Regions from separate parts of the Anser cygnoides genome. Here all the other regions are linked to region 2. Evidence: chromatin contacts called from public Hi-C data. All regions are on one chromosome and are shown on one strand. Each heading gives the region's core, a stretch centred on a gene start, on an enhancer-like site or on the middle of the called end of the contact. The rest is flanking DNA. Distances are from core to core; before and after follow the strand shown.

Region 1 (2,822 bases), core at 61-2,560, 860 kb after region 2:
TGCTTACTGCCCTTCCTACCCCTGAGTCAAAGACTGAACCAGATCTGACAGCCTTTCAGCAATGTGCTCTCCAGAACAGCACTGGGCTGTATCTGAGGAGCAAGACTGGACAAGACTTGCTTTTTGGGGTTGTCAGCAACAAACCTATCATCAGCGTTAATGTCATATGTAAGCTAAGATGCAAACGATATTCCCTGAGACAGGACGGGTAGCAGTGCTTTGTTCTTGGGGTCCCTATGTGCAGCTCCCTCGGTGATAGCAGAGGTGGGACTGCTAGCAGTGCTGTCACTGAAGCTGAAGGCCCCGCTTTGCCTCGTTCACTCCCAAAAGTACCGCTTCGGTGAGCTGTTTGGATTCAGCTTTGTTCCTGCAGTGACACCGCAGCCTTCACCAGCTGCTTTACCTTCTGTGATTTACAGGAAGGGGTCTGCAGCAGGTAAGAAACAGGGATAAGAGGTATTGGATGGCAAGTCCTTGGACTGGATGGGTTTTGCTGATAAAACCAAAAGCTGTTGCTTTTAAATCAGTCTGACACTACTGTAACACTGACTGCAGTGAATTTATTCTGGGAATATGCTCTTAATATCATACCCAGGACTTGCATTTTTGCTGTGTTGAATGTTTATTTCTACCCAACTCTCTTCAAAGTTACTTTCCTGCTCCTATACTTGTAACTTGGCTGTGTAACACATGGTACGTGTAAAATTATATTTTCATAGAAACTCTACATAGAGTTTGCATTCATCATTTGAAACGGAGGGTGGTTCTCAGGCATGTCCTCAAGGAAAGTGAAAACCTTATCTGTGTACCTAAGATCCTGACATCCCAGATGGATAAACGTTGGTTTTAGCGGACCAAGCCCTCATCTCAATAAAGCGGGGTTTGCAAACTGAGCCTGTTCAGTGCTTGCACAGGGAAAGATAGCTGTGAAAAGTAAAAGGCGTGCATAAATCACTGAGAGGAACAGGGCCTGTTTTAGGGCTAGCTTCATACTGGTCCCGAAAAAAAAGAAGTAAAGTTTCCATGGGTTTATTCGGTGAGGTGTGTGGGATGAGGGGCTGGGGGTGAGGACGAGGATAGCGGTGGAGGGTAAATGGGAATTTTGCTAAGCTGAAACCCGAGTACCTCCCGCTACCCTGAGGATTACACACCTCAGGGTGTACACGGCGCGCTGACAGCCCCAGTTCCCTCAGCGCACGTCCTTCGGGGCCCCTCTCGCCCTCAGCCGCCCCCCCCCCCCCCCCGGGCCTGGGCCGTGCCCGGCCGCCATTCCGCGGCGGCCCCGCCCCGCGGCGCTTTGCGGCAGTGCCGCGCCGCTCCGTGCCGTGCCGCTCCGTGCCGCGCCGCGCCGAGCCGAGCCGGGCCGTGCCCGCAGCGGGAGGTCACCGAGCGCCGGGGCCCCGGCTCCAGCTCCGGCTCCATGTGGCGGGCGGTGGCCCGACGCCTCGTCCCGGCCGCCGGCCTGGCGCGGGGCTGCCGAGCGCTCAGCGCCGCCGCCGTCGGCCCCGGCGCGGCCGTGGGGGCCCGGGCGGGGGCTCCGGGACGCGGCCCGGCGCTGGGCGGCCCCGCCCGCAGGCCCCGGGGGCTCCTGCCCGCAGCCGGGCCCCGGGTCGTCCCCAGCCGCTGCTGCAGCCTGCCGGCACACCAGAAGGTGAGAGGCGGCCCCGCGACCTTCCCTTCCCCTTCCCCTTCCTTCCTTCTCCTTCCCTTCCTTTCCGCCGTTCCCTTCCTTCCTTTCCCTTCCCCTCCTCTTTTCCCTTCCCCTTTTCTTTTCCCCTTCTCCCTTCCCTTCCCTTCCTTTCATTCCTTCCCTTCCCTTTATCCCTTCCCTTTTTTCTTTCCCTTCCCTTCCCAGCTGCCGCCCCCCAGCAGGCAGCCCTCCTCGCCCCAGAGGACGCCAGGCTCTCTCCCAGTCCCTCAGCTCCCAAACCTCTGTGCCTCCCCCTGGCCCAGAGCCTCTCCTTCATTCCCCACCCCTGCACGCCAGGCCCTGGAACTGCCGCGCACCAGACCCTGGTACCACCATCGGCTTCCCCCCTCACCATTATCCCCTTTTCCCTGTATTCTGGGTTCCCTGCTGCACCTGCTCCCCTGGCACCTCGGTGTTGGGATCTTTCCTGCAGGCTGGAGGCAGTCCTGACCCGCCAGGGGTTGCAGACAGCCTGTCCTCAGTGACCTGTCCCTGCCCTGTGAGCGGGGTCCCTACGGGCAGGGCTGCGCAGGTTGTAACGCTTCCCTTTTCCTCGCAGGTGGCCCTGCCGGCGCTGTCCCCCACGATGCAGATGGGCACCATCGCGCGCTGGGAGAAGAAGGAAGGTGACAGGATCGGTGAAGGAGAGCTCATTGCAGAGGTATTCTGAGGGCAGAAGCTGCGCTGCATTTTTACTGGGCAACTTGCGCGCCCTGGGTTCTGTCCCCGGCTGTCCTCACCTGAACCCGCTTTTTGGAGACGCTGCTGGGAACGAGCGACCGGCAGCTTTACGGAGTTGGTTGCTGCTTTTCGTCTCTCTGAGCGAGAGGAGCGCTTACTGTGTTTGAGACCACGCTTTCCCAGAGCTGGTGGGACAGGGTGGTTTTGCCAGGACTGCGGGCGTTACGACCCTACGCTGTCAGACTGCAGGGCTCTGAGCTCACTAGTCTTCTGTTTTGCTCTAACAGTATCCTGTTCTTTTTCAAAGGTGGAGACAGACAAAGCAACAGTTGGCTTTGAGAGCCTGGAGGAATGCTACTTGGCCAAGATCCTGGTGCCAGAAGGAACAAGAGATGTTCCTATTGGGGCCATAATATGTATCACAGTAGAAAAGTAGGTATTTTGCTAACTC
Region 2 (2,700 bases), core at 199-2,698:
GATAACGCTGCCGTGCCACACGGACGGCCGTGCCACCCACGCAGCAGCGAACAGCTCATCCCCGAGCCAGAGAAAACTCACGGCGTCCAGCCAGGCTTGGGGTTCTCTGAAGGACGCCACGCTGGCCCCAAAGCTCCCGTCTCCTGCCGAGAAGCGTGGGGTCTCAGCATCACCTCCCTGCAGAGGGGCCTGGGAGGGGGCCAGGAGGATCCCTGGCTTTCCGCCAGTCCCAGAGTGAGCTGCCATGCGAACGGTGCCCACACCCCCAATGCACGTGCTCCCCAAAGCCATCACTTGGAGCGAGACGTCCTGGAGACACAGCAGAGCCCCACGAACCTGAGCCCCGGCTCGTGGGGGCCTCTCCTGCCCTGGCCCTGCTGCTGTCTGCCACCCAAAGCCACGGCTCCTCTCGGCTCAGCAAGGAGAAACAGACCTGCTGTGCTCAGCCGGGCATGGAGAAGGCTTCGCCACTCATCCTGCCAAAATCCTTCCCCACCATGCTCACCACTGGGCAGCCCAGGTTACAGCTGTGCCGCGGGGGGCCAGGAACCCGCCCGAAGGGCCCGGAGCCGTCTGCGGGGTGCACCACGAACGAAGACCCCAACATCGCTCATCGGTGGAGGGACTTCTGAAGGACCCCGTCCTCAGACAGGGCTCAGGCTCCCGAACCCCCCGGCAGGGTTTTCCGAGGCTCCAGGTGGATTCAGCCCCCCCAGCAGGGTTTCCCCAGACTCCAGGCGGATCCCGGCTCCCCAAAGCCCTCCCGCACAGCATCCCCACAAGCAGCGGGCACCGGGGTCGCGCCCCAAGCCTCCTCCTGAGGACTCCCAGTCTCTTAGGGCCCATCCCCTCGCACCCCTCGCCCAGCTGGGACCCACCGGAGACCCCCCAGCACCAAACCCCACCGGGGGCTCCCCGGGACCCCGGGGATGCTCGGGGGCTCTCCGCTCCACCGCGGGGCGGGCGCAGCATCCCGGGGCCGTCCTCCGGCGTGTCCCCCCCCTCCACCCCGAGCCTCACCTGTCTGAAATCGGCCGTGAGGGTGATGAGGGCGCCGTCGGCCTTGCGGAGCTCCAGGCTGATGCAGTCGGAGCCGCTGTCGGCTTGCAGGCTCTCCTCCGCCACCTGCCCGCCGGGCAGCCGCACCCGCACCCGCAGCTCAGCCTTGGCCGCGGGGCCGGGAGCGCCGGGCAGCGGGGCTAACGCTAGCCACAGCAGGGCTGGCAGCGCCGGTAGCCGGGGGGCGAGCATCACCCCCCCCGGCCCCGCTCCCCGCAGCCCCCGCACCGTTACCCCCGGCGGGGCGCGCACGGCTCGGGGCAGCCCCCGGCCCGCATGGGGCGGGGGGCGCGGAGCGCAGCGTGGGGAAAGCGCCCCGCCGAGCCCCCCCCGGCCATGCAGAGCCCCCGGCCGCCGCTTTTCGGCCCCCCCCCGGCCCGCACTTCCTTCCCCCAAAGGCAGGGACCGGCCCTAAAGAGGCAGCGGCGCGCCGCCCCGCCTTTAAAGGGCCAGGCCGGGCCCGCAGCTGCTCCCCAGCTGCGGAGGGGAGGAGGGGAGAGGGGAATAATAATGGGAAAAAAAAAAAAACAGGCAGAGCTCGCCCGAGGGCGAGGAAAAAAAAAATAAAAATAAATCTGGCCCAAGCAGCCGCCCTGCAGGCGAGCCCCGGTGCTCTGGGTGGCAGGAGGATGGAGGGGGGGGGCTGCTCCAGCAGCAGCCAGGCAGCTTCTGGGCTCTCCTGCAGGTTTTTTGTTTTTTTTTTTAAATTGTTTTCTACTCCGTGGGATAAATAATTATCCCCAAACTGGAGTTGGAAAGGAGAGGTCGGCGTTAATAACAAAGCCCAGCGCTCGTGTTTGCACAAACACACACAAATCAGAGTCCTCTAAACATGCGGTTGTTGGGAATCAAACAACAGTTACATGATTGCTCAGGCTCACGCTGCACACAGGAGGCTCGCAGGGCTGCTCTCAGGCACGCCGGGGGTATTCCTGCCCCCGAGGATGTCGTGCAAGCCGCTTGGGGCTTTCCCTGGCCCCTCTCCCCCAGGGACACGGGCCTGGGGCACTTCAGACTCCGCAGCCCAGCCACAAGGCTCCAGATTTGCCCTTCACCCGCCCACTCCTGCAATCTCTTCCAGATGGGCAGATGCTCATGAAGGGCCCCTTTGATTTCAAAAGGTCTCTCTGCAAACACAAAGGTCACTGTGGCAGCAGGATCAGGGCCTCAGAGAAAGAGCTTTGCAAGGAGAAGCACAGAAATGCATAGAAGCAACCGTTTAAATCCACACTTCCAGGAGAAGAGATCACTTTTGGCCAACTAGTATGCTTTGTGGGACCTCACACAAGTTAAGTTTTAGACTGAAAATGTAAGAAAATGTAAGGGCTTTCTCACAAACGGTATCCTCCAAATACTTTTCAGGACAATAGCAGGGCAAAGAAATCAGAGCAGGCGAGGAGAGAAAGTTAAGAGGTGCAAACGGGAGAAAAGAAACGGTTCGGCTCTGACACAAAAAGAGAGGGAGGGCCCACAAGGTAGAAACCTACACCGACCATGTCCTCCTGACAAAAGCCGCCGAGAAGGCCCCACTCACGGTCTATTTATTCAGAGGAGATTATGCAAAAAGACAGGAGGACCCCAGCAGGGGCTGGAAGGAAGAGTGCCACGAGGTTAGCGCGCACAAATAACCCTTGGAAAGCT
Region 3 (2,700 bases), core at 132-2,631, 750 kb after region 2:
GAGGCTGGTCAGGAGACGGATGAATTATTCACAGGGATCGGGGCGCTGACAGCGAGCTCGGGGGGCACGGCTGGGGCAGGCCTGCGGCACCTCGCCGTGACGGAGGCCAGCTGCTCCCCGCTCCTGACAAGCGTTTCCTTGGAGCTGTTGCCATGTCGACACATCTGTCTAGGCCATCCTACTTGGAGAAAGTTGAAGGTAATTTAGCGCAGAAAGCCAAGGAAGGTTCTGAAGCGCTTTAACCCTTTGGAGGTGCTGAGAGAGCTCTTCCCCGGGAAGGCGGCTGGAGCGGCTGCAAGCCGGTTTGCTGAGCTCCTGGAGGAAACGGGCAGGACGAGCTGCCACATTTCCCCTCCCGAGGGAACGACCGACTTCTCAAGATGCTGCAAGGTCAAGGGGGAAAAGGAAAAAAAAAAAAGGAAAAAAAAAAAAACACACACAAAAATCCCCAGAACAGCAGCTCTGAATCCTGGTCTCCCAGGACTCACCCACAGCCCGAGGCCCGAACCAGACGGCCTTGAGGTCCTGCTCTTCCCCGGACCTGTGTGACCACGTTATCCCAAAGGAAGAGCTAGGGCCAGCTCTGAGGGGTTCAGGCGCCTGCGAAACCCACCCCGTACACATACAGCACTGCCTGTGCACAGAACAGCCAAAACCACGTGCTGTTTCCTCAGCAGGCCTGGAACAAGAGCAAGCAAAACCCAACCACGGTATCACGAGGCCAGAAGGCCGTTTCTCCCCCAGTACCTCAGTTGCCACATACTCACTCGGGTGCCAAGTTGCAGCTAAACAAGCAAGACCATGACCTCCTCCGGGAACCACACAGCTCTAACCTTTAGCCCTTCTGGTTTCAACCAGGCCCTTAACCTCGAGCTCCACAGACACTCTTGTGGTCCCCAGCACTTCACCTTGCTTTATTAATGTTTATTTAAAGTAATCACATGTTTGAAGAGAGGCCAGAGCTCTGGTTCAGTGCTGCAGGCCTAAAAAGATCAGACGTTTGTCAGTTCCCCAGCACAACTGGGCCCAAACACTGATAAATGACAATTAATTAATACTTTATACACCAAGGTGGACTTGGAAAGCAAACTCCTTGACTGCCATTCACTTCTTTTCAGCAGACGCAGTCACAACAACAACAGGAATTTTGGGGAAGGCTTTCTGAAGTCACCATGAGGAAAGGCCACACAACCAGCTACAAAGAGCCCACGAAGAGTCAGCCCCTCCAGAAACCACTCGTGGAGCCCAGAGAAGCCCTGCTAGCTCCCTGCTCAGATAACAAAATCAGATCAAGATAAACACACACACACAGCACGAGCACAAAACGGGGTTCGTAAGCAGCTCACTGATGTGTTGTTACCCCACCTCAGAACTGGGGGCTGACTTAAATAACAAAAACCCATACAGTGTAAGGCCTACCCAGGCATTTTTGCTTTATTTTGAACACGTTGCCTGGAGCCTTGGCACGACATACCCAGATTTTTGTCTTTCCCTGGGGTATTTGTCCCAGAATACCAGTCTTTAAAAGGGCTGATTTTTATATCAACAGTTTCTTAGAAACCACAACAGCATTTTTTTTTTCTCCTCCAAGAGAATTAATTGTAAATTGCCTAAAAATAAGCCTGGAAAAACTCAGAGGGGAAAGCAACGTCAGCTCCTGGCAGCTTTATTGCAGCGGTCTTTGTGCCGTGTGGCCTCCATTGTTCCGAGCTGGGTCACTGGGGGATGGGGGAAACCTCCGAGGCGAGCCAAGGGACCTCCTGCGGTCACAGAGCAGCTCAGACATGGAGATTCAGAGCAAAGGGGAAGAGCTACACCTTCCCGCTGGCCGCCAGAAGGACCATATTTAGCTGCTACTTTTCCGCAGCAACCCTCACCTCTGAAATCCAACCACGCACACAAACAAGGGCAGCCTGTCTGCCCTGAGCATGGAGCAGTGGCTGTGGTGTCTGACCAAGAATCATGTACCAGGACAGACCGGAAGCCACTCAGGGCAGGGACCCCACAGCCTGTGCAGCGCCCGACAGAAATGGTTATAGAGAGGACGCAGGAACACAACACCAGAGCCCCACTCTGGGGTTGCACAGAGCCACCAGTGTGGTGCCACCCCACTTCCAAGCCCCCCTCACTCCTCCAGTCTTACCTCCAGCTATCCACAAGCCCCACACACTCTGCCTGCCTTGAGAAGGACCACGGAGAAGCTTTGAATGCCCTCAGTAACACCCAGGTGGGGGCAATCTGAGTGCCCTCAGTAACACCCAGGTGGGGGCAATCTGAGTGCCTTTGGTGGCACCCAGGTGGGGGCAATCAGGGCTCCCTGCAGCAGCCTGGCAGGCAGAGGTGCTCCAGGAGCACGGAGCTGAGCACTGCGATGCCCAGCGGGACAGGGAACTGTGTCTGGGGGCTGTGCATGCTCTGGCTGCTGCACTTCTGCCCTGAGGTGCGTGTCCTAATGGGCTTCACGGTGCAAAAGCCACTGGTGTGAGGCTGACGGGATCCAAATGTCAGCTTTGGAAGGCACAAAGCTGCAGGACGGGATGCTGTAATGCATGTAAAGGGCTCTCCCTGATGGCCAAATGTCCTAGTCTGCAAAGAGCATCCCTTGGTGGGGGTGCTTTTGCTGGCATGTAGGGTTTGGTTCACAAAAGAGAAACACGTCAGGGTGTTGCCCTCGCAGGTGCTGATCCTATGCAAGTGCCT

What was found. Hi-C and Micro-C count contacts between places; a contact is called where the count stands out from the background.
Region 1: a Hi-C map of liver shows a contact between it and region 2, with 2.1 times the contacts expected there. The contact joins the promoter of DLAT here to the promoter of OAF in region 2. A contact is called at or near these places in 2 of 7 Hi-C or Micro-C datasets (both in liver).
Region 3: a contact with region 2 is called in a Hi-C map of liver, with 2.0 times the contacts expected there. The contact joins the enhancer-like site here to the promoter of OAF in region 2. A contact is called at or near these places in 2 of 7 Hi-C or Micro-C datasets (both in liver).

Annotation. Positions count from the first base shown.
Region 1 is chr21:4,070,342-4,073,163 of Taihu_goose_T2T_genome, reverse strand. It overlaps DLAT (dihydrolipoamide S-acetyltransferase), which reads left to right and starts at 1,310. Exons shown (of 14, transcript XM_048063316.2): 1 at 1,310-1,651; 2 at 2,250-2,351; 3 at 2,679-2,803. The coding sequence starts at 1,421. It overlaps DIXDC1 (DIX domain containing 1), which reads left to right. Exons shown (of 21, transcript XM_013187174.3): 21 at 1-727.
Region 2 is chr21:4,931,919-4,934,618 of Taihu_goose_T2T_genome, reverse strand. It overlaps OAF (out at first homolog), which reads right to left and starts at 1,448. Exons shown (of 4, transcript XM_048063424.2): 1 at 1,021-1,448. The coding sequence starts at 1,251.
Region 3 is chr21:4,181,727-4,184,426 of Taihu_goose_T2T_genome, reverse strand. No RefSeq gene overlaps it. Among named protein-coding and RNA genes, the nearest start is that of ALG9, 46 kb to the right of the region's middle. Within about 2 kb of position 1,381, at least 1 of the 3 cell types and tissues checked has open chromatin away from gene starts, as enhancers often do. A contact at or near this core is called in liver, where this site is marked.